Regions from separate parts of the Capsicum annuum genome. Here region 2 is linked to region 1. A link is a contact called in public Hi-C data. All regions are on one chromosome and are shown on one strand. Each heading gives the region's core, a stretch centred on a gene start, on an enhancer-like site or on the middle of the called end of the contact. The rest is flanking DNA. Distances are from core to core; before and after follow the strand shown.

The links. Hi-C and Micro-C count contacts between places; a contact is called where the count stands out from the background.
Region 2: a contact with region 1 is called in a Hi-C map of leaf, with 4 times the contacts expected there. The contact joins the promoter of LOC107872945 here to the enhancer-like site in region 1. A contact is called at or near these places in 2 of 5 Hi-C or Micro-C datasets (leaf and placenta).

Annotation. Positions count from the first base shown.
Region 1 is chr6:178,191,328-178,198,176 of UCD10Xv1.1, forward strand. LOC107872947 (a long non-coding RNA gene) reads left to right here. Exons shown (of 3, transcript XR_001675045.2): 2 at 1,935-4,042; 3 at 4,134-5,088. Among protein-coding and RNA genes, the nearest start is that of LOC124899779, 5.5 kb to the right of the region's middle. Within about 2 kb of position 4,779, at least 1 of the 5 cell types and tissues checked has an H3K27ac peak or open chromatin away from gene starts, as enhancers often do. A contact at or near this core is called in leaf, where this site is marked.
Region 2 is chr6:178,410,335-178,416,899 of UCD10Xv1.1, forward strand. It overlaps LOC107872945 (O-fucosyltransferase 29), which reads left to right and starts at 4,189. Exons shown (of 9, transcript XM_016719631.2): 1 at 4,189-4,863. The coding sequence starts at 4,651.

The sequences.
Region 1 (6,849 bases), core at 3,529-6,028:
AAAGATTTTCCTTGAGACAATGTGGCAATTTCTTTGTGAAGATTGAATGTTCTTGAACCATCAATCTTATTGAACCTTTCACACGGATCATTCCAAATGGCTTGTGCACTAGTGGCATACATGATCCCACCTAATAGATTTTTGGCTACTGCACTCATGATCCAAGAAAGTACTATTGCATTTACTCTTTCCCAGTGGTTACTCATTTCAAGAGGGAATTTATCCTTAGAACATGAACCATCTACCATTCCTAACTTGTTTCTTCCTAGCAAAGACAATCTCATGGATCGAAACCACATAGAGAAGTTTTCAATTCCAATTAACTAAAAAGAGATAATCTGCAGGCCACTTACATCTGATGGATGCAGAAATAGTGGATGGTTATAATTGATTCCCACTGAATGTTGAACTCCAGTTGCTCCAGCTGAATTAGCTATTCTTCAGCATGTACACCATTGTTAGAAGTGATCACTATAGTTGTAAACTACTTTATTGATGTAATTCTTGTATGTGACCTTTGTAGATTTCAGAGTTTGCAATTTGCATAAGTTGAATCATAGTAATGGAAATGATTAAACAAAATCGATTGTGCTCTGATACCATAAACTTAATCAGAGTTCATGAACTCTGTAAACTGGAATGACGAAGAAGAAAAAAATATAAGAGTGCAGAAATAGAGAAGAGTTTTGATTGATCTCAATGATTGAATCTTGATCTTGTATTGTACAATGTGTAGTAAATACGTATATATAGCTAATCATAGAAGGTTCTAGAGACTAGCTACTTAATTAGTTACAAGATACAAAGTTAGTTACTAACTACTTTCCAGAAGTTAGTTAACACTGTTTTTAGTGTTAGTTGCAAGGACTGAGCCGACTTCCCTTCTTTCAATAGTAATGCGTATTTCAAGTGCAAGGACTGAGCTGACTTTCATTCTTTCAACAGTAATGCATCTTTCAACAGTTACACTTTCATTGTGTAACTCGTTACCTGCCGCACTTTGCCGCACTTCGAGATCTGCTCAAAACTTCCCTATGGGCAGATATTGGATGGCTTTTTTTCTGGTCTTCTTTTACTTTAGAAAAAAATTTTGGTAAACTGTTTGAATTTAGTTTTGTTATCTGCCATAGAATGTTGGAAAATGTGTTAGAACTATCTCTCTCTCATGCGCCCACACTCTTTGACTTTTCAATCTTCATCTCTTTGAAGGCATTATGGCAATATTGCTGAAAATAGATGTGGTGGTAGGTTATGTTTTAAAATGTCATTTGTTTTACATTTAGTATATACTAAATGTTGTTTCTCTAGTTGTTTTGGGTTGAGATGTTGTTGGTCCATTATTCATTGTTTAGGTATCATTGTGAATCATTGTCTCTTGTTTCTGAGATGGCGCTATTGAAGCCATCGAGTTTGCTAGATAAGCTACTTTTATTACTAATCTTATCTAATTCTCAAGCTAATGATAGTGGATCTAGTTCTTGTTAGAGTGGGTAAAAGTCTCACATTGGCTGGGAATGGACTAGTGGTTTGCTTATATGGACTTGGGTAATCCTCACCTCTTGAGCTAGCTTTTGAGGTTGAGTTAGGCCCTAGGTTCATTCTTGACAGTTCTATGGTAAGTTTTCCCCGTGGCGACATATGTTATTGAAAAGTGATTGCTCCATCGAGCCGGGGGTCTATCGGAAATAACCTCTCTACCATACACTTTACCCTCCCATGACCCCTTTATGTGGGAATACACTGGATATGTTGTTGTTGTTGATGTAAAATTAACTTTAAGATAAGTGCAGAACATGTTAAATTGCTGGCCCAATTTTATTAAAGACTAAGCTGTTAATAATAGTTATTGTTTTAAGGTATCTGTAAGTATGATTAGTTTCTGTTTTTAATTTAATTTCACTGTCTTTCATAGGACTTTATTCTTTCATGTGCAGGTAATATCTCATCTGATGTAGTACGGATCCTAAATAAAAGATGGAGATAACTGGTGGTCAAAATATTGATATTGTTCAGAATTGCCATTACAGGATTTCCAGATGGAGTTTTCAATTACTTAGGTGAATTTCGTAACTAAGTACATAGAAGATTCAAATGCAGTAATACTATTGGAGATGGCATCATCTCCATCTATATTTTATAGAACTTCAAATGATGATATAGTAGATGTGGATCAGTGTGATGCTATGATAGATGACGATGACCCATGGATTAGAACGACGGACTGTACCTGTTTGGGTCGTTTGGTAAGTATAAGTCTATTGTATCAAGATTGGATTATCAGATTTGGAAAAGATGATGAAATATTTCAGTGGAATTAAGATGATTTGTGGAGGAGAGAAGAAGTGCATAAATGTTGAGGGTACTAACGATGATGTGAAGTACCCTTTTTAGTATATGGAGGTCGATAGACTCAGAATGAATAACCTCTTTTGGCTGAATGCATTCTTGCACAAAGCAAACATTTATCGGCCTCTACCTGAGGTATTCCTTTATAGTCTTTACACAATTAAAAGGAAGGATATTATTTCTTCACTGTGAAGCCTGTATTTCAATTGTCAGATTAGTGATGCTCGTTCGCAAATTCACCTTACTATTGCACAAAAGATTGATGAAGCACACCAGTTAAACAAGAAAAGGTTTGATGATTGTGTAGAAATAAAGAAGTTGGCTATTACACCAGCTAGAGGCTATTATATGCCTTCTGGGTTAGAGTTGTCGAATAGAATTTTAAGGGAGTTTGGTGCAGATTCGTTTATCAGAGTTTCCTTCACAGATGAAGGAACGACCATACTCAATAGAAGGATGCTGAACTTCTACACTGCTCCGAAGAGGATGAAAGCACAACTCCAACGCACCTCAATATATCGAAGGATTGAGAATATTCTGAATAATGGTTTTACTCTCGGAACCGAGCATTTTGTTTTTCTGGCATTCTCAAATTCTTAATTAAAGGACCACTCAGCATGGTTTACATTCAAAACCTTACTGTCAGAAATCAGAAACTGGATGGGGGATAGCCAAATGCTTAGCTAGGATGGGCCTTTGTTTTTCGTCCACTTATGAAACGATTAAAGTTCCTTCATCTCAGGTTTCAAATCTTCCTGAGATCATAAGGAATAACTACGTATTTTCTGATGGAATTGGGAAAATTTCCGCCTCTTTAGCTGCAAAGGTTGCGAAGAAGCTGCAACTAAGTGTTCATAACGCGCCATGTTCTTATCAAATTCGATTTGGTGGTTATAAGGGGGTTGTAACATGCTGGCCAGAAGATAGAGATGATGGGTTTCATCTTTTTTTAAGGAAGAGTATGCTGAAATTTAAGTCTGAACATAGTATTCTGGAAATTTGCTCTTGGAGTAAATACCTACCGTGTTTCTTGAATAGATAGATAATAATTCTTGTCTTCATTGGATATAAAGGATGATGTTTTTATGAACTTACAGGAAGCTATGTTAGCAGCTTTTGATGCAAAACTTGCAATTGACATAAGAAGATCGTCTGCCGAAACAATAAATGCAATTGCGACAATGGTAGCTGCAGGTTTTAAACTAGAAAGTGAACCATTTTTGGAAAGAATGATATATTGTAGTAAGTTCTTTGGCCTTTAAGGCCTCAAGAACAAAGCACGCATCTATGTTCCAGATGGGCGCTTATTAATGGGATGCTTGGATGAATTAGGCATACTGGAAGATGGGCAATGCTGTATTAGAGTATCATCTTCTGCTTCATATCCTGAGATACATGACATAAACTTTGAAATAATACAAGGAAAGGTAGTAATTGCAAAAACCTCTTTCATCATCCAGGGGATATTCGTATTCTTACTGCTGTACATGTTGAAAGGTTATCCCATAGGAAGGACTGTTTGGTCTTTCCACAGAAGGGGAACAGACCCCATGCAGATGAGACATCTGGTAGTGATCTAGATGGCGATCTATATTTTGTTACTTGGAATGAAAATCTCATTCCTGTAGAAGCTGTTGAGCCGATGATTTATGATTCAACGAAAATTGATGAGTTTCATGGAAAAGTCGAAGACAAGGTAGCTATGGTATTTTTTCATTATGTCCATCTTTTTTTTGTGTATGCCATAGACGCTGATATAAGTTGTTCTTTGCTGGCATACTATGTAGGACTTAATTGATTTCTTTTTGAGATACATCATCGAAGATAACTTGGGATCAATGAGCAATGCTCATCTTATGCAGGCACACCAGTATGGTGCTAAAAATTCCACATCTATAAAGTTAACAGATTCCATTTCTAAGGCACTGGATTGCAGCAAGACAGAAGATTATGCAGCCTTTCCAAAAATTCTGAAACCAAAGAGCTATCCCCATTATATGGAGAAAAAGGGGGTCAAAACCTATCTTTCAACAAACATTTTGGGAAAGTTATATGATCAGATTAAGGACGTGATTACAGCTGAGTTACCATCTAGAGTAATACAATGAGATACAGACCTATTTATATTAGGAGCAGAATCTTTCAGGGAGGCCCTGAGGTATAAAAAAAGATACGATTTGATGATGAGGGAAATTCAGCACTTACATTCAGTGGCAGAGGTAGAGATTGTAACAGGGAACTTTTGGTCATTGCCCAAGGGCAATAAATAGAACAAGTTGAAGCAGAAAATACTGCTTGCTTATGAGAATATTTGGAGAGAATTCAGGTCTTACTTTGAGAATTTAGGACCTAAAATTGCTGATCTTTCTGACCATGATAAGCAAACCCTATATGAGGCAAAAACATCATGTTGGTACCGGATTACGTATAGTGCAGAATCAAAATGTGAGCTGCTAGAGGAAGATACACGAGAAAATGCTGAGTTTTCCCTGGATCGCCGTTGATCATCTCTCTCGCATTAAAAAACAGAAATCATTTCAGTCGTGACAGTGATTTTTCTAGTATCCAATACTAACTGATTTTCACACTTTCTACGTGTATATAACATTAGCTTATAGTGTAATACATTTTTGGATGGAACCACGTGTGGATGCTTGAACCACCTGATCTCTAACTGGTCTTTTCTTTGCTTCTACTTATAACATAATGTTGGAATGAATCAAACATTTAGTTGTATTTGCATTTGATTTGTCTCCCCTGCTCGACTTATAGGATGGATACTTTACTACCTCCTAAAATATTGTTCGTATAAGGTTGGAACATGTTGCGCCTTTACGTGTTCTCACCAAGTAATATAATGTTATTTTACAAGCCAAGTATCGATCCCTCAGAGACTTGTGTTAATAACTATCAAAGACTAATTCAGTGCAAAGCGTTAAGGCTCTGAGAACAATCATACTACTTTATAGAATTTTATTGGTTATTGGTTCACGGGGTCTATACTATAACTTAGCCCCACAACTACATCATTGAGCGGGGATGTGAGAACTAAGTTAAAACGCTTTTGTATTCATCCCATACATGAACCAAATAGGGCACTTAAGTGTATTCCTATGCTAAGTGCAAATCCCTACATCATTCTATGAAGTTTACGATCCTATTCTTTTGATAACACGTTCTACTCTATCATTCATCCTTCCGGGTTTACAATAGAGTTATAGCATATATTCTAAGGGTTATGAATCCTTAAAAGAGTGTTAATAAGGATAAACAAACAACCAACAATGCTAAACAATCATAACCAAATCAATTCGAAACAATAGCACTCATATTCTTTGCCTTAACCCCGAAAAAGGGGGTTTAGCCAATCATGGGCGTAATCATAATCATAATGAATGAATACGTATTAAAATACATAAACAAAACAAAGTAATGGAAAAAAAAACCATAATTTAAGTGTTCTCCATCCTCCCTCAAAGTCCCAAGGTCGTCCAAGTGAACATAATGACTAAGTGTCCTATTTATACTTGGACCACAATTGTCGATTTTGACTTAAGGGCGTGCCACACCAATATTGCGGCATCTAGGAAGTGTGGAAAGCCAAAAAATGTGGAGGTACAGTGGAAATTATTATTGACAATGTTTCCAAGGGCGTTCCACAGCCTTATCGCAGCACCTAGGCGGCATGGCACGCCGAGGACTTCAAAATGCCCAAACTTTGCCAAGCTATGTCCCATGCTCTCGTCCTTCAAGTCCAAGCTTTGTGATGTTTTTTTCACTTAATTTACATCTTATTTAACCATCATTTATCATCATTATTATCTCACCAAGCATCCTATATTATCAAACACCACAAATTAGAGCTTAAAATAAGATACAATTCAAGGCGATGAACTAGTAACGACATAGCTCAAGCTAATTGTATTAGTTTTGCATTTTTGATCTTTAACTCATTGTTTTGACTCCAAAATCACTATGAATACATATTTAACATTGCAACTATATGAATTTACACTTAGATACTCATTCATACCTTTAATTACTTATTTCACACAAGAAAAGTCCTCACAACAAGATTAAATAAGCCCGGATAACAACACCGAGGCGCATAAATTCACCTCAGATCATCACCCCACACTTAAAGCCATGCTTTTCCTCAAAGAAATCCTTACTCTAAGAATCAAAATTATGGAATACTTCATACTTCTACAACAATCAGAACATTTGATCTTGGGAATATTTATATGTTCAAAACACCAATATGCACCCAAATTTGGACTTTGTTTTGAGAACTTTGATGTGAATTCTTGAGTATAATTCGACTTTAATTCTATTCCGTACCTAATGGATATGATTAGTGTTTTTAGGGCTCAAATCTTGATGAATTGAACGCAATTGGATACATTGATGATATGAAATGGTGGAAGGAATAAAAGACATGGGAACATAGCCCAGAAAGGCAAACTAGAAGTCAAAAATTCATATTTGCATAGTCTCTATGTC
Region 2 (6,565 bases), core at 2,939-5,438, 220 kb after region 1:
GATATTTTAATTAAGCGTGTTATGGTGATGTCGACTTAAGTTGCTGAAGTATTTGCTGGTTCAGAAATATTGTGGGGTGTAGTTATATATTTTGATGATTCTAGATTTTTGTGAATTTTTATATATTAGGTGATATTTATCTTGTACTATTCACATGTTTTGGTAGTGTTGCAACCACTGATTGCATGATTCTATTTTCCTCCTTCTACTTCTCATGCTTTAGAGTGGTCTTTTTATTTTTGTTACTGCTCTCCTCTAAATAGGGTGGGGTGCCTACGACATGTGTTAAGATTGTTAGATGCTTGTGAAATTTTCAATGATTGAATGATAATTGAAAAGAGATCATGAACTGGTGTAATAATGCTTGAATCTTGTTTCTGAATTGGCTAAAATGTTGCGAAGTTGAGCTTATTTAGTTCTATTAGATGCACAATGAAACTCCCTTGCCTTTTAAACATTGTTATCACAATGAGATATTTCCATCTGAGAATGAATTAACTGAAGAAATTGTATTTTGTTCATGCTATAAGCATCCTATAGAGAGGTTTGTTGCTTACTAATGTAATATAACAGAGTCAGCAAAACATTAGGCCAAGATAGATTAATCTTTGAAATAAGATATCAGAAATAATTTTCATAGAGGAACCAAAAAATTTGCTTAATTACGCAAGACTTTTACACACTCATTGTGAGTAGGCATTATGATGAGTGATCTGCAGTTCTGCATTATCATATTTGCTCATAAATTTTAAAAACAAATGTAATGCAGTATCATGCATTTTTTGATATTTTTAATGAAATTATTTCAATGAGATGCTGAAATAAAAGATACTTTTATCTAAGTATTCAAATCATCTGCTTGGTATTTCATTTCTTCGACCTTGTTAATTATCTGTGAAATACAAGATAATAGTTGAACTAAGATACCATATATTGATCAATGAATGACATATACACGATCAGAAAAAAATGAAGAAAAAAAGAATTTTAAACATTATATATTAGGGAGAATTCCCCCACAAAGCTAGTAAGCTTATAAGGATAATTGTCTGCTCAATTTCAGATTAAAACTCGAAAGTTGTAAGAACTACATGTCATTTATTAGACTATTTGGCTATAGCTTGTACTCTGTTAGTCGTACGATTGATCTTTCTCAATATTGACATTGTTTTGCTATTTACCTGTTGGATCTTATATGATCATTTTCCCCATGTGTCTTGTTTGCGTTTCAGAAATTATACTATTCACGCTTTTAAGATAAAGAAAGACAAGGCAACAACTTGAAGATACTGTATATTTGGATGTCTTCCTCCTGCATATGCGGAAAAAGAATTTTGAAAAGAAATGACACTTGCAAATAAAAAAACGATTATGGAATAAATATAGATGGTAGTGCCTTGTCAAGCACTTTCACTGATCCTCCTGGAAGTAGCAAATGAAATTTAAAGATTTATTTATACTGAAAAATAATAAAAGTAACAGTTATTACTTGGTGAAAGGTACTAAAATAATTTGATGTATTCCTGTCACCACTTGTAGTGACCTCACTCTTAGTCATTGTTTGTTTTATCTTGCTCTGATTCCACAGCTAAACTAGTCCATATGATCAAATTTGTCATAAAAAAAAAGGAAAAAAAAATATTATGCTTAACATAGATATTAATGATATATTTAAACAATGGTATAACATGCCCAAACACTTTTAAAACTCGTTTGGTACGATGAATAAGGAATAATTAATTCTCGAATTACAAATAACAAGATAGATTTACTGTTTGAACTATTATTTCAGTTTCACATTATCATACCAATGATCTTCAAATTTTACTTGGTGCTAATTCACATGTGAAAATTGTCTGCAGACATGTGCCTTCAGGGACTTTGCAGATGACTTATCAACGCAGACATATTTAATATTCATGGACACAATACGTTGCTGCCTCACATCATAGAATCATAACATTTTACGCACAAAAGTTAAGATTTGACTAACACAGTAGACAGACTCCTAAAAATAGGAGTTTTTAGATGTGACGAAGAAATTAACCAACCCACAAGTCATGTAAATAGATAAATAAATGATCACATTATGAACGTAGCAAAAATGTATGACTCTCATACATTATGAAACCATTGATAATTGTACTGTTGAAATATGCAATATTAAATAATTTTTATTTGTTACCGCTTATTTGAAAGAGAAGCTTACTGAAATTTCCTTTAAACTTTTCTAAATAAATAGTGTAATGGCTACGAGTGCTGAGAAACCTCACAACCTTCAATACATTCAAGTTGGACCATAAAATATTCAAGTTGAACTTGACAACACATATACAATGCACTGAGGCAATTTATGATCAGTGAGATATACATTCTATTCAAAATACAATTTTAAAAAAATTGTGGAGGAAAAATAAAATACCAACATCAATTTCATTAACAACATAAGTCACAAACACTTAAACTTCATTAACAAAATAATAGAAATACTTTTCATGACAACCAACAAAATAGATTCACTTTAACGTAAGTTCTAACTTAGATATGAACGTAGATTCACTTCATGATTCCTAAACTATACACAAAGAACGAAGCACATAACGTGCAAATAAAAACTTTTAACGTCTTGATTTTCTTCTCTAAAATAATTTTTTCCAGCTTCTTGGGCTGAAATAAGGTTCATTTCTTCAACCTTCTCTTGTAAAATGATAATCTCAGTAGTTTTTTGGAGATTAACTTCCTCAAATCATTCCTTTCACCCTTTTTATTTCACCAACTATTTTTGCCAATTTATTTTTTTCAACTTTTATATTATCCATTTTACCTTTTGACTCCAATATTATAGTTACCGTTCTTGGTGGTAGCTGTTGTTTGTCTTGCCATTCTTAATATTCACATGAATAAACCTACAAATTCAGGCACCACAACACATATTACCAAGCAAATCAATCATTTTGAGAAAGAAGATAGTACATAAATATCAAAATAAAAATTAATTGTGCGTCTTACTTTGGGTCTTGGACATTTATAGAATCTTCTTTCGACATTCGAATTAATCCACGCCATCAAATTTAGAGTATTGAGTCCACAATAGCATCTTCTCAACTGAGTATCAAGTAAACTGATTGAACTTTCCGACATTACTACAAATTTTAGCAGCAAAGAAAGCTTTTTTAAGAATTCGAGAAGAAAAAGTATCGTTTTAAAAGAAAGAGGAAAACATCAATTTTAGCCAAGTGAACTAAAAACAAACCCTAGATTTATTTTTCAAGATGCATCGATTTTTCATAAAATCCTAGATACAACAATTTTTTGGGGGAGATTTTAAGTCAAATGAGGTTGCTGATCAAAAATATCTTTTCCACTTGCTTGTTGGATTAAGTCTTTTGGCTATTAAATCAGGTCGGATCCATCTATTAAGCTTATGAGTTGATGAATTTTAGAAAAAGAATTATACATGTGGATAATGATGTAAAATATCAAGGTGAATCTTTTTATTCAAGTGATCTTCCTGGTGAAATTCTGTTAGAGGGCATTTTTTAGCGAAATATTTAATGGAGGGGTATTTTTAAGCAAAAAAATTAATGAGGAATATTTTGAATCATTTCAGATAGTTCAGGGATATTTTTTATCCTTTTACACTATGCAAATGAGTGTCTTGAGTTCAAACTTTGATGACCACTTTTCGTTGTTTTTGTAAGCCGAACTTTGTATACCAAGTTAGTGGTGCCCCATTACGCTTCAATCCCCAATCTGGCTCAGGAGGAGATGAAAATGGATAATGTTAAAAAATTAAAATACAATGATTTGTATCAATGACTTTCATCGTGCATCTTCATTCTCGTTGAACATCTTCATTCTCACAAAAAATAAAGACTATTTTCGATGAAGCTTGTATATCGGCCAAATTAACTAAAATGTTATTTATCTTTTAAACAAATATAAAAAGTCTTTATAAGCCAAATATTTTCAAGTTAAAATCAGTTATCAATTCATAAAACATTTTTGATTTGACAAGCTTTTTATGATTTTATCCTAATATATATTTTTTATTTATTTTATTTCAATCCGTCATTCTTCTTTTTTTCTTAATTTTGATAGAAAATATACATTTAAGTTTTTTTTTTCTGAATATATTACGTAATGTTTTATTATCAGTTTTCGTATAATATTTTAACTAAGCTACATACTCTCCCTCTCAAAAATAATTGGCAAATAAATATTTTAAGTAAATATTATCAACTATTTTAAAAGGAAGCAATTGCTTATGCAGGATTTATAAAAATTTTAACGTCTAATTTTATTTTTCTGCATTTGTGCTAGTTTGCAAAATAAGAACAATTGGGAAAGCTCCAGAGTGTGGCAAGATTTGTGAAATCCACTTTTCTACTTGTGTGCTAGAGCATTCGACAATCCAAAAGAAGCGATTTTGTGTTGTTATTTTGGCACCCATTCAGTCGTTTTTAATGATCTTGGAGGGCCAACATCATTTATTCAGACAGCACAGTGGTGGGCACTGCTTGTAACAACTTGTTTTTGTATGTTGTACTGATTAATTGTCTATTTCCTGTTGTTGGTTGATGATAGTATGTTACTGTGAGAGCAAAAGGGTATCAGCAAAATCAAGATTTAAGTAGCTGTCTTGTATATATGGGTGTAGCCAAAGTTTGCAAGTATACCTGTGTGAAGCAGCAACATCTCTTGATTAGCTGTTGTTCATCCAGGCGATGGATCTCATGTACCAAAGTTTGTGGGTTAATGCTGTTTGCCTTAGGTTTGATTTCACTTTTCACTGGTCATGTTGTGTCCAATCTTGAATTGTACTCTCATCGACTCGCCGGAGGTGCTTGGTTCTACAAACAGGTAATTTGCAACTAAATGCTCTATTAGCTTTGTTTTTACTATGTTTAGTATAAAGTTTGAATTTTCCTAGACACCCTTCTTCTGTTTTCTTTAAAGTTTGAATTTTCCTAGACACCGTTCTTCTGTTTTCTTTAAAATGTGGGAAATTTATTGTTGCTGTTTTGCCTTTCTCTTGATTTTTGTAGAGGATATTCTCGTGGGGAAGTTACAGTGGAAAAGGTAGCATAGTGTGTTTAAGATGTTAATTTGAGTTGCTTATTATGTTAGTAACAGTGGAAAAGGATATTAAGGTGTAGAAAATATTAAATTTGAAAGTTTAGTTTGACAGAGAAAAGCATCACGTTGAGTTAAAATTTTGAATAGCTTAATGAATTTTAATTCTTGAAGGTTGTATATAAATGGGATAGTGTCAAACATGTTCAGACACCCCCAAAAAGGATACAAGTGCATCAACTGGGATGGAGTAATATTCAGGCAGAGGGCATGGTCGCACCCAAAGTTCTTGACTTGATTACACACTGAAGGTTAAGCAGTATTGAAATACACCGCAAACATATGTAAATCTATAATAATTTCTCACATTATCTTGTAAAAAGAAAACTTTCACTTGCTGTCACAAAGTAGTAGTAGTAGATGCATTGCTTCTCTACTCGTCATCGGATTAAAATTATGAATTGGTGTATTGCGGGGGGCTGGGAGCTCTACTGTCTCTTTCGAGTATAGCTGTGAGAAGTGCGAACTGAAGTTTTCATAGATATCTTTGTTGTATTTTGGCTACTCGTAAGTTTAGTATCTAGTATCTATTTTATCTGTTTAATAGCAAGTTTTTTGGTTTTGACATCTTTTCTTCTTGAATAAGGTAACAATTATACTATCAGTAAATAAATATCCAAAAAAGATGCTAACTTGAGACCTTTACAAACCGCAAAAAGGTATGAAAATTGCCAATTAGATCTACCAAGTTTCCTACTTTCCCCCACCTATTCTCTTTATACCAAAAATGAACAAACTAAAACGATTTTATCCAAATTATCTGGATAGAACTGCTACTGTCTTCAAAATATCTTGAGTTCCTCTCTCTCCACTCTGTCCGCCATATGCAAGCAGGGATGATCTGCCACCAATCCTTGTCACCACTTCTTTTCCCCACACTCTTCCAGCTGGTTAGAAACACCAAAGTAGAACTAAGCATTACACGTTTATATCCAAAATCCGAAAGAACACGTGCCGCAAATTTATAGTTATCTGGCAGTGTAAGAACATATGCTCATTACTTTCACCATCCTGTCCAGTCAATAGACATCTGGAGCAAATCCCAAGACCTCTTCTTTGTAGATTTTCTTGAGTTAGCCAAGTTTTCCTAATCACCACAGCGATACAAACTATGAAACCTTCACAGTAATGCTCACTTACCAAACTTGTTTCCAAGGCCAGTCACATTCACATGACCTCTTTGTATTCAGGTTCCAATAGATAGACTTTACTGACAAGGTGCTTTGCTATTCAATTTCCACCAGAGACCATCTGAACTTTCAGAGATACCACCATAAGATCCCAGTAACTGAAGCATTGTGGAAAAGGTCTCAACTTCCAGATCATTGAGAGATCTTCTAAATTTTAGAGTCCAACCTTGTTGGCTCCACCATTTGGTTTATCATAACATGGGTTTGAGACGTATTGACTAAAGAACAGGAAAAATATA